Regions from separate parts of the Pan troglodytes genome. Here region 1 is linked to region 2. The links are chromatin contacts, called in public HiChIP or PLAC-seq maps. All regions are on one chromosome and are shown on one strand. Each heading gives the region's core, a stretch centred on a gene start, on an enhancer-like site or on the middle of the called end of the contact. The rest is flanking DNA. Distances are from core to core; before and after follow the strand shown. Region 1 holds the start of SAP130 (Sin3A associated protein 130). Region 2 holds the start of AMMECR1L (AMMECR1 like).

Region 1 (5,774 bases), core at 380-2,879, 150 kb after region 2:
CCCACCCCACCGCGAAGCCCCCGCCAAGACCGGAGGACGCCGGTTTCCAGACACCTCGGAGTGTGAGACCCCCGTCTCCGGGGTGGGGGTGCGGACGGGCGATCTGGGGACCCGACCACAAGACGAGCACTGTGCCTCTTTACCTGTAGCCGCCGCCCGCCGCCCGCACCGCCCGCTTCTATCTCGCCGGCCTGGGGGTGCCGCGGAGGGCCCATCTCGGCGGCGGCGATGTGCTCGGCGGGCGCGGGGAGGGATCGCGGCGGCGGCGCCCGGGGCCCGCCGCTGTCCAGCCCCGCTGGCCCCACTCACCCCCGCCACCCGGCCGCCGCTGTGCTCGCAGTCCTCTTCCCCCGAACCTGCCCCTGCCTCCCCCGCCCGCCCATTGGCCCCACGCCCGACGCGTCAGTGGAGGCCCAGGACCAATCCACAGCGACCTGCACGTTCAGAGCCCGCCCCACCCTCCCGCCGACTGCCAGCCAATCAGGCGCGAGCCTGGCCGGGGCAGCCCAAACCCCTCGAGGCTGAGCCAATGGCAGAGGAAGACAGGCGCCCCCGGCGAGGGGGGCGGGGAGCGGGGAGGCCCCGCCTCAGCCAGGGTCTGAAAGCGGCGGGCGCAGGGCCCGGATGTGGAGAGTCACTTTAAACTGCTCCAGGAGCCAAACTCCCTGGGCCGGCCGCCCGCCCGCCCGCGCTCCCCCGGCCGCTCTGCTTCCCCGCCAAGGCCCACGTCCGCCACGCCCCCACGCCCGGGTCAGCCCACCCCTCCCGGTGCCTCTCCCTTCCTCGCCACAGGACACCCAGCCCCTGTCGCCGGCCCAACCGCCGTGCCCTGCTCGTGAAAGAGCCGCGGTCCGAGCCGCAGGAGACGAGGATCCTCTGCCCTTCCCCGGGGACGCGCAACGGGACGGACGCTGCAGCCCGGCTCGGCCGCCCCGCCCCCTCGTCTCCTCCCCTTCCCTCCCGGGCGCCCGTCCCGCCATTACCTGGGTGCTGCGCCCAGTGGCCGCCGCGCCGCCTTGAGCTCGCTCCCGCGCGCTCTCCGTCTGTGGGGCCGACGTCCCCAGGCTCCGGACCCGAAGCCACCGCCGGGGAGCTAGCACTCTGCCCCCCACCCCTCACTCCAGCGCCGCTGCTTCCGCCGCCGTAACGAGCCTCCCGTCTATTGGCTGGCGCAGGCCCCGCCCCCTGCCGAGTCAGCCAGTCGCCGGTGGTGGTGAGCGGGAGAGCGGACGGGCCCGCCCCTCTGAGCCGCGGCGTCCTCTGGGAAATGTAGTCGCCGGAGCCAGGAGGGCGGGCCGCGAAGGAGGTGGAGAGCGCCGGGGCGGGGCCGCAGGCGACCCGGCCAGGGCAACACACCCCTTTGCTGTCTGAAGTCGGTTCTGCCTTTTCTCTTGGCTAAGTGAGAAGACAGTGGATCCCACCCTATGCCTTAACCTGAGGGCACTGGGTTTCATTTTCCCCGCGGGGAGGCGCGGCGCGGGAAAGGGTAATGGAGGCCAACTGCGGCGGCCAAGGGATCCGCGGGCCAGGCCAGTGTCGTGACGGTGCCCGCCTCCCTATGCCGCGAGTGGGACTCGGTGTCCCCACCGGGAACCGCGGTCGGCACAGCCTACGCGCGGCGGGAGCCGCCAGGCGCGCGCGGTCGCGGCTCTGTGAAAGCAGGCCGGCAGGGCGCAGGGCTCTGGGCGGCCGGGGCGCACCTGCGCGCGCTTTCCGGATTATAAAGGAGCTGAAGGGGGCAGTTTTATTTTGTCATTTTGTTTGGGGTTCAGGGTTGGAGTTTATGCACCTGTAGAAGACTTAGCCATATCTTTTGAGGCCACATTTGTGTCTGATAAGAGATTAAGTCTCCCTCTTCCCTTACCAGATGGTAATTTAGGCCTGGAGTTTTGTGATTAGTTAGGAAATAAATGGGGCTCAAACCCCCCTCTTCCTATCATGCACAGCTGTGTAAGACAATTGCTTGGTTAGAAGAGAGTAGCTCCTGGCTATAGCCCAGGGATGAGTCTCAGATACTCCTCTTCAAGCCACTTTCCTTTTCCACCTTCATGCCTTCATTCTCAAACTTCTGAAGAGTGACTCCTGTGATAGACTTCAGCCTCCTCTCTGCCTAGGCAGTCCTTATCCCTTTTGGAGTTGCCACTCTTCTCAGACTGCTCCCCAAAAGTTGCCAACACCTACTCAACTTCAAACCCATCGGTCCTCACTTAGATCTCATCTTGTTTAGCTTACTGACGAGTAGTAATTCCTCCTCATGTCTTCCCTTGGCCTCTAGAACCAGGCTGTCTCCTGCTTCTACTCCTATCTCAAGCTCCATTATACCTCCTCTTTCTCATAAATACAGCATTCTTCAGGGCTCCAACACGCTAATGCTATACTGCCTTCCTAAATGGTTTAATGTATTTCCACAGTTTCAAATGTCATCCTTTTTGTTTTTTGTTTTTTTGAGACAGGTTCTCAGTTCAGCCCAAGCTGAAGTCCAGTGGCGTGATCACAGCTCATTGCAGCCTCGACTTCCTCGGCTCAACTAACTTATTGCCTCAGCCTCCCGAGTAGCCAGGACTGCAGGCGCATGCCACCACACCCCACTAAACATATATATATATGCCAGGCACGTGGCTCATGCCTGTAATCCCAGCACTTTGGGAGGCCGAGGCAGGCGGATCACCTGAGGTCAGGAGTTTGAGACCAGGCTGACCAACATGGGAAAGACCTCATCTCTACTAAAGATACAAAATTAGCCGGGAATGGTGGCAAATTCCTGTAATCCCAGCTACTCGGGATGCTAAGGCAGGAAAATTGCTTGAACCCGGGAGGCAGAAGTTGCTGTGAGCCCAGATCAAGCCATTGCACTCCAGTCTGGGCAACAAGAGCGAAACTCTGTCTCAAAAATATATATTTATATATGAATATATATATTATATATATAATATATATTTTTGAGATGGAGTTGTATGTATATATACGTATATATGTATATATGTATATATACGTATATATGTATATATACGTGTGTGTGTGTGTGTGTGTGTATATATATATATATATATTTTTTTTTTAATAGAGACAGGGTTCCACCATATGCCCAGGCTGGTCTTGAACTCCTGGGCTTAAGCGATCTGCCCACCTCAGCCTCCCAATGTGCTGGCATTATAGGCATGAGCCACTACACCCAGCCTCAAATATCTTTGAAAATGTTACCTATGCATAGGTGACCTCTCTGAGTTGTATACCTATATTTCCGCCTGATGGGCCAATCCACACAGAAGTCTTAACAAGCCCCTCAAAGTTAATGTATTGAACACCTTTATTGATTTGCCTCCCCTATGTATTCCCCTTGATACCTGGGTTTACTTACTGGCATCACCATCCTTTCTGTCTTCAGCTTCATATATGTTGTTCCACACTCTTCCATCTCCCACAGCCGCCATATTACATTGATATGCACCTCTGCCTCCTTTTCTATTGTTTCCATAGCTGTGGCTCAAGCTGTCATTATTTCTTATCTGAATTGCAGCAATGCTGCTGCCCCCACTGAAATCTCTTCCTACACCCACTATGTCCTCCAGAATTCTTTTTCTAAATCACTAATCTGGATCTATCCTTCCCATCCACGATGTTTCCATATCTTCGGAATATATTCCAAATCCCTATGCCCGTTATCCAAAGGCCTTAATAATTTAGTCTCTCCTGCCTCTCCAAAAACTGGATACTCTGCCAACAACAGTTTCTACTAGTTATCTGCGCAGTTTGGCTTCCAGCATTTTGCTCTGGCCTGAAGTGCCTTCTAATAGGCTAGGATGCTCAGCAATCATCTAGAAGAGTTCTGCCAATTCTATAATGCCGAACTGGAAATAAAACTGTTTCCGTTCGGCAAGAAGCCTTCTTCCAATTCCTCTCTTTTCCCCACCCTCTAGAATATTTCCATAGAACTTCCTCAGTACCTCTCTTACAGCACTGATCTGTGTCTGCCCATATTCCTCCTGGAGTAGGCAAACAGAGAAATTATTTATCTTTGTATCTCCTGTCAACAGGGTTTTAGATCCAGGAAGCATTCAATAAATGTTTGCTAAATATAATCACAAACACATCGGCGTTACTATATGATTGAAATTGGAGTTTTCCTGAGTTACTTGGGACAGTAGCTATGGCTTTATTCATCCATGTCTCTGGTCCTGCACATAGTGGACACTTAAAGGGAAACAGGTGCTTCACCCATCTTTTATCACTAGGGTTTAGAATTCCCATCAACTGAGCTTGGTGTGCAGAAAACACACCTTGTGCCCCAGCCAGACTGAACCTTCTACACTCCTCAAGTATTCAAGCCCTATGCCAGTTTCAGGAGCTTACTAGTATTTGAGGTTCTTGAAAATTGGCCAGGCGTGGTGGCTCACACCTGTAATCCCAGCACTTTGGGAGGCTAAGGCGGACAGATCACTTGAGGTCAGGAGTTTGAGACCAGCCCAGCCAACATGGTGAAACTCCATCTCTACTAAAAGTACAAAAAGTACAAAAATTAATCCCAGCTACATGGGAGGCTGAGGCAGGAGAATCATTTGAACTTGGGAGGTGGAGGTTGCAGTGAACCAAGGTTGCACCACTACACTGCAGCCTGGGCGACAAAGCAAGTCTCAAAAAATAAAAAAAATTTAAAAAAGTGTTGTCCACCCATGATCTTTTGAATGGATTAAGCAGAGATACAATAGGCATCATATCTGCTCGGTGATTTTCTAGAGAAAAGCAGATTCTCCACGTGAGTGTTCTGTGGAAGTCAGTCAGATGTCAGCGAATGGTCCCTGAGACTTGGTGATGTGATTGAAACCACTTTTGCAAAATCGTGACAGTGAGAGATATCTAACATAGTTGACTCCATCCTACTTCTGACCTCCACACTGTCTTTGGTTATTCCTGGGTATAGACTCAGCTATGTTTCAGAATTTATAGTTTAACTTGAAAGCAAGGATGATAATAGTCCCTTTCTAAAACTAACCCCCTCCTTGCTTGGGTACCAAAACCACCTTTGTAAACCAATGAAAGACCACAAGAATAGGATTATGAGAGGGGCCTGAACTCTGCTAAAAAGTAGTCCGTTTCTATAATCCTTTACTGCTCAGGAGTCATGTGGCCAGAGGTCTCAGATTTATGACTTCCCCAGTTGCTCCTATAGATAACATCACTGTTGTAAAGATTGTTTTTTTGAGATATCTTTCATACTGATCCGATCTGAACTCGTGACTCATGGCTCTACTGGTCCTGTGGCCCTACCTAGAGGCAGACTCAGCACACGAGGAGTGTTTTCCACACCCCTATGGTTTCATCCCCAACCAATCAGTAGCACTCATTCCCTATCCCCCTGCTTACCAAATTGTTCATAAAAACCCTAAGCTCTGAGCCTTCGGGGAGACTGGTTTGAGTGATAACTCTAATTCTTCCCTGTTGCCCACCTTCTGTCAATTAAACACTTTCTCTGCTGCAATGCCACGGTCTCAGTGGATTGATTTTGTCTGTACAGTGGACAGGAAGAACCCACTGGGTGATCCAACACTTTGTTGCATTTTTTTCTCTTAAAAAAAATTTTTTTTAAGAATTCCAGGGCAAACTGGTGGTAGTAGCCTGCAACTTTTTATTGAATAGTACTGCTCATTGTGGAGCAGGGCTAACTCATAGGCAGTATGCCCAGAGTCAGCCAGGTAATTACACTTTGGTGGGCCTCTTTACCATCGGACCCAGACGGTTCTCACTTAGTCACTGCGTGAGCAGTCTAACGATACTGA
Region 2 (6,602 bases), core at 1,143-3,642:
ATGAAAAACAAACTTGCCTTTGCATATTTAAATTATTTTAAAAGGGAACAAGCGGAAAAACTTCATCAACATTAGGACCCCCTCATGGAAGTAGAAAAATACAAATGAAAACACACCTACATCCCAAAATCCTAGCACATGCCTAAAATCAAAAACTACAACGATGCTCTACTCTAAATATGCCCAAGATAATACTCACTGAAAGCAGAAAGTTTGTATTGCCAGAGGAACAGCTACAACAGAGGAGGGGAGCTATTTTGTCTCTGGAATGAATTTTCTTCCTTCCGATTCCATTCCTTCTTCCCGTACCTAAGACGGAAATGCAGGTGCAGTGAACAAACACCCAGGTAGTGCAGAGGTTAGATAGATACGGTTTCTGAAAAATCCCAACTCGACAGAGCAATTTCGGGGGCTGGGGGGCACAGCAAATAGCTAGAGAACAGGCTCTCCTTATTTCAAAACCTTGCAAACTCTAAATCTGAGGCAGCCGTGAAGTCCCATGCCCTGAATCATCTCATCCTTAGCGTCATCAGCAAGAAGGGAGGACACTGAGAATCAAAGGTTTTATTTATTGAACTCGAGCATGAGACGCACATTAAAACTTCCCCACCACAGATGCAGAGCAAAAGTTGCTCTCAGGCCAGAAGAGACCATTTAAAAGCTCTCCGCCGGTTTCAGAACACAAATAAATTTCCCAATCCTCTGCAAAGACAGAACTGAAGAATTACTGGACAGCACGCCAGAGGCAGGGACCTGAGGGCAGCCCATCTTGCTATGCCGGGAGGAGAGGGTCACTGTTGCTAAGGGTCATCCATCCTTAGTCTCGAAGAAATCTCTTCCTGATCTCTTCACCAACTCTCCCCACTACTAGAGAATTGAGCTACTCCCAAAGATGTAAGTAAACAGGAGACTGTTTACATCTCCTGTGGGTGGGAAAGGCCCCACCCACTCTATCCTAGGAGAGGGCAGTGAAAGAGGATAAGGCCCAGAGGGATAAGGGTGAGGGAGCGTGGCAAGGGGAGGAGTTCAGATCAGGACAGGGAATGGAGGAGGGCAAGGAGTGAAGGGCACAACCCACAGCCTGGGAAAGAGAGGCATGAAACCCAGCGTGTCAGGTGCACGTATCATGGAATGGGGGGCCAGCGGGGCTTAAGGAAGGAGGGCCCAAGGGTAGGGGTGGGAAAAAGAGAAGAGGAGGAGGAGGAAGTGCGCGTGTGAAGAGTGTTAAGAAAACGACAGGACAGAGCGGGGAGGGGAAAAGCGGGCCAAGGGACAGGGTGAAAGGTGAGACACGAGGGTATGAGGAAAGAGGGTCCGGGGCGCTGGGGAGTTGGGGAGACGATGGAGCGACGGGTAGAGCAGCTTGGGCCGAGCCGCGGGGGTGGAATCCAGACGCCGGGCGGGGGAGGGGGCGGCGGGACGGTGGGTGGGGGCCACCAGGCGGCGCCGGAGACCACCAAACTTTACAGCGAGCGAGCCTGCTTCCTGGAGGGAGTGCAGACAAGGACCAGGAGCGGGAGCCGAGCCTCGCGGCCCGGGGCACGGCGCCGCCCGCCCCTCCCCGGCAGTGCCTCCCGACCCCCTGCCCTCCGCTGGGACATGGCCTGAGGCCCCGCCCGCCGGCCGGGACCCCTCCCCCACGCTGCCCCCGGACCCTCGCCCCAGGACCGCGGGGTCTCTTCCCGGCCCCGCCGCCCGCCCCGGCGAGAACAGGCCCGGCGGGCAAGGCGGCGGCGGACCGAGGGAGGCCTGGCCCGGCAGCGGGGAGAAGGGTGCGGCGCAGCCCGAGTTTCCCACCTTTTCTCCTGGCCCAGACGCGGCTGGGGCGGACGGGACCTCTCGCGCTCTGCCTCCTCCTCTTGCTTCATGGAGCCATGCGCCTGGGTGGGGGCTCCCGAGAGAAGCTGGCCTGCGGGCGGGCCGGACGCGCTGCGCGGACGGGGCGGGGCGAAGGAGGCCGGCGGGCGGAGGAGGAAGCGGCGGGGCGGCGGCGGCGGCGGCCGGGAAGAACTAGAGGTATTCCCCGGGCGGCTGGAGGACTGAGTCGAGCCGGGACCCGAGTCCTCCGGTATCCCAGCAGCCACCGGAGGCAGTGAGGTAATGGAGGAAGAATGTAGGGAGTCCTCCAGTGGACCACACTCCTTCTAGCGAGCCGCGGAAACCATAGAGATCAGGGCTCAGCCGGAGGGCCGGCCCACTGCTGTCACGTGGCCTCCATCCGTGCGCTTTATTGGCTGGTGCTGGCTTTACGGGGTTGAATTTTGGACGCTGCCTGCCATTCGTGGGACCGAGTTTCAGGCAGCTGGAATAAAGAGAGACATCGGGGGAAAGCCGCGAGAAGGCCAGCGTCCCTGGCTGGGAGCAGAGCTAGCCGAGTAGGGCGCCCGGCTGTCAAACTGGCCAGCGCAGTGCACGCTGGGCCGCCCCGGAGCGGTCGCAGAGCCCTTCGGGAGTCGTAGTCCGGGACGGGCCCGCGGCATTGTCCGCGACGCAGCTCGGGATCCGGGTCGGGTTGTCGGCCGGGTTGCTGCCGGGCACCGTCGAGCGTTAGCCACCCAGCATTGAGCTGCCAGCGGCTGTTCTCCCTAAGCACCCTCGCTCACGTCGCCTCGCCTCGCCTGACTGGCCGCAGCCTTGGATACCAGCCTTAAATCGAGCGGACTACGGCCCAGCCCCGCCCGCGGCGAGGTGCGCGGGGTTCGGTGCCAGCCGCTCGCCCCTGGCCGGGCCAGCCTCTTGATGCACCGGGGACGGGCGCGCCCATCCGACTCTTCGAGGGGCGGCAGGGCCCCATCTGTGTCTTTCGCTCTCGAGCCCCCAGCTAGAGTTGGCTTCAGCGGAATACCTACTGTGCAGGATTATTCAACAAGCCGATTGATCCCATTCTTCAGCTCTAGCAGTGCAAAGGCTTCACTGAAAAAGAACATTACAAATTTTTTTTGAAAGAAATTTGGGGGTAAATTTAATTTTAAATACTGATTTTTGATAACATTTGATCTTATGACAGCATTTGTATTTTTAATTACAGATAGGATTACACTAAAAGTCATTTCTGACCTGCTCCCTTACCCTTATGGCTAAAATAAACTGCTAGGCCCTGAAGCAAAGGCGAGCCATGTTCTAGAGTAATGTCTTTCTTGTATTAAAATACGGCCCCTTGCTCACATATAGGCTGTTTTGTGTTTTGCTTTTCTGTTGATGCACAAAGGAATCCTTGATATGTTTGTCCTCAAAGACCAAAGACAAGTATCTAGTAAAAAATGCAAATCATATCTAACAGTGAAGCTTTCCAGCAAAAACCTTCTGCTCTAGAATGCATAATTATGCGAGCATAAGATCTACTACTCCAGACTTTTAGCATAATTACCTATAGGCAGCAAAACCCTAGTCAATTGAGTGTCTGGTGCCTTTTGGACCTGGACTTCTCCAAGAGAATGGGCAAGGAGGACGAAAAGGAAGAGACAGCTATGCTTTGTGAAACAGGAGGTGACTTAAAAAAAAAATTCTATAGCAGTCTTCTTAATTCCTGTTACAGACTTGATATGCTTATCTGCTGTTGAGGACATGGTTGCCAGTTTGTAACCTTCTCTGTCTGCCTGAAAAACTAGAAATTAGATGATCATATGGCCTAGAGCCAGAAGTGCAGGAGGCAGAAAGCCAGGGGCCAGTTTTTTTCTTTTTGTTTCTGAATAAGAAGGCCAAATCCTGACTTAAAATAATCAAAATAAATTTTACGGAGTGACGGTCTTTCCAGCTGAAAACCTTAAAACATGGCATCTGGAAGAAGGCCTTAGTCTATTGCTCCCAGGATGGTACTATGTAGTCATTAAAAGCCCACAGATAAGGGAGTTATTGCTCCCTCGTTATTGGGCTGCCAGGAATTAAATGATGGAACTAAGTTTCACTTGAAACATTCCCAAATTAAAACAAAAACAAGCCTTGCTTTGAGCTGTTGAAAAGGCATTTTACTGAGAAGATCCAGATGCTATTGCTGTTCTTAAATGATGTTGAAAGGCAAAGGGTCAGGACTTTCAAAAAGTCACTTTGAGGTCACCTCATATAAGCAAGCAACAGTTTGAACTGATGCAAAAACAAACAATGAAATTATGAACAGGAGGAAGAAACTAAAATGAGGGCAGTATATGCCATAAATATGGAAGAGGCTGTTTCTTATTTATCTTCTCATTTCCTGTACATAATACAGAAACCTGGTATGTAATAGGCATACAATTATTTGTGGCTCAACTGAATAAACGAAGATGGAAACCAGCAAGCAGCGGGCAGATAATATACTTGGGAAAGGAGAACTGCAGAGACGCTGGGTGGCTCAAGGCCTCTGCATGATCCTCAAATGTCACCCCAATCTGCTGTGACATAGCTATACCACTCATCAGAATACCCCAAAACAAATTGTCTGCCTCCCTTATGTACAACTTTTATCATTTCTTATCTTGGATGGTTAAGAATATGTAGTAATGGCCGGGCGCGGTGGCTCACGCCTGTAATCCCAGCACTTTGGGAGGCCGAGGCAGGAGGATCACCTGAGGTCAGGAGTTCAAGACCAGCCTCAACATGGAGAAACCCCATCTCTACTAAAAATACAAAATTAGCCGGGCGTGGTGGTGCATGCCTGTAATTCCAGCTACTCGGGAGGCTGAGGCAGGAGAATTGCTTGAACCTGGGAGGCAGAGTTTGCGGTGAGCTGAGATCACGCCATTGCACTCCAGCCTGGGCAACAAGAGCGAAACTCCATCTCAAAAAAAAAAAAAAAAAAAAAAAAAAAAACAATATGTAGTAATGGTTAAGAGTCCACTGTGGAATCAGCCTGCATAGGTCCAAATCCCAGCCCTGACTGAATACCTGGGAACAAGTTATATCAGTGACTCAGGCTTATTATCTGTAAAATGGGGATTATAGCATTCCTGCCTCACAGGGATGTTATGAGATTTAAATACCAATAAGTCTGTACATTATAAACCTTATCAGATTGGCGTGGTGAAAATGCTCAGTAACTGAGCCTCGTGAGCATTAGAATGTTGAGATCAGCATGAAGTTAGCCTGTATACTGGGCATACACATTCTTCTGGATTTGCTCCTTTTGTGAGCAATCAATGATGAGCTAAAGGCATTTGCTAACTAGTAGGAATGAAATAAGGTTTCAGACAGGATCTTGGTGGGTGATGTAGATTTTATCTGTCCCATTTGTCCCATTTCTCAACTTGAAGTGAGTCTGGCCTTGGTCTGCATCTGTGCTCTCCCCTTCACAAAAGGCAGGCCCAGAGAGACTCCAGAGATGGACCCTGTCTCCTGTGTGTCCTCCGCCACTGTGTCCACTTGGGCACGTCAAAGGTATGATCGGTACTTATCTGATTAAAACAAATCTTTGTATATACAGTTGTCTACATGGGTTGAATATTTCAGAGGTATAAAGTAGTTTAAATAAATAAGCCCTCCAGTGTTTTGTTTGTTAAGCCACATTACTCAGAAGGTTTTCTTTCTTTTTTTTTTTTTTTTTTGAGACAGGGTTTTGCTTTGTTGCCCAGGCTGGAGTGTGGCTGCAGTGCAGTGGCAGCACGACCATAGCCCACTGCACCCTTTACCTCCTTGGCTCAAGCAGTCCTCCTGTCTCAGCCTCCCAAATAGCTGAGATCACAGGTACGCACGACCACACCCAGCTAATTTTTGTAGAAAATGGAGTCTCCTTATGTTGCCCAGACTGGTCTCCAAACTCCTGGGCTCAAGCAGTCCTGCCACCTTGGCTTCCCAAAGTGTTGGGATTGCAGGCATTAGCCACTGCGCCCAGCCTGAGAAGATGTGTTTTAAACTTTGTATGTCACTTGGGTGTAGAATTTAACATTTAAAAAGTTCTAAACTTTTGGTACTAGCAGCCGGGCGCAGTGGCTCATGCCTGTAATCCCAGCACTTTAGGAGGCCGAAGCGGGCGGATCACAAGGTCAGGAGATCGAGACCATCCTGGCTAACACAGTGAAACCCCGTCTCTACCAAAAATACAAAAAATTAGCCGGGCGTGGTGGCGGTTGCCTGTAGTCCCAGCTACTCGGGAGGCCGAGGCAGGAGAATGGCATGAACCCAGGAGGTGGAGCTTGCAGTGAGCCAAGATCGCACCACTGCACCCCAGCCTGGGCAACAGAGCCAGACTCTGTCTCAAAAAAAAAAAAAAAAACACAACTAGTACTACCAATGAAATAAATGCAACAGAGTTGGAGAGCTCAAGTCACATATTCATTTATTCTACAAATACTCTCTAAATGGCTACTCTGTAACCAAGCATTTTATATTGCTTTTTTATTGAGAGAGGACATACATGTTTAGAATTCACACAGCTCAAGTATACAGCTTGACCAATTCTTACATTAGTGTCCATCCATGTAACCATCATCCAATTTAAGATGTGGAATATTTCTAGCAGCTCAGAAGGTTCTCTTGTGCCTTCTCCCCGTTCCTAATCCCCTCCAAAAGATACCCATTATTTTGACTTCTATCACTGTGGGATAGTTTTGCCTGCTCTTGAATTCACGGACATTCAAATCGACTCATCCAGTACATACTCCTTTGGGTCTGGTCTGTTTCGTTCAACATTA

The links. HiChIP or PLAC-seq counts read pairs in DNA pulled down with a chosen protein or histone mark.
Region 1: an H3K4me3 HiChIP or PLAC-seq map of stem cell-derived excitatory neurons shows a contact between it and region 2, with 3 times the contacts expected there. The contact joins the promoter of SAP130 here to the promoter of AMMECR1L in region 2. A contact is called at or near these places in 1 of 7 Hi-C or Micro-C datasets (stem cell-derived neural progenitor cells) and 1 of 1 datasets of contacts at active chromatin or transcription factors (stem cell-derived excitatory neurons).

Annotation. Positions count from the first base shown.
Region 1 is chr13:28,713,415-28,719,188 of NHGRI_mPanTro3-v2.0_pri, forward strand. It overlaps SAP130 (Sin3A associated protein 130), which reads right to left and starts at 1,630. Exons shown (of 21, transcript XM_016949701.4): 1 at 984-1,630.
Region 2 is chr13:28,566,378-28,572,979 of NHGRI_mPanTro3-v2.0_pri, forward strand. AMMECR1L (AMMECR1 like) reads right to left here and starts at 2,393. Exons shown (of 8, transcript XM_016949697.4): 1 at 1,798-2,393; 2 at 200-309. It overlaps LOC134808037 (a long non-coding RNA gene), which reads left to right and starts at 5,211. Exons shown (of 3, transcript XR_010150016.1): 1 at 5,211-5,349.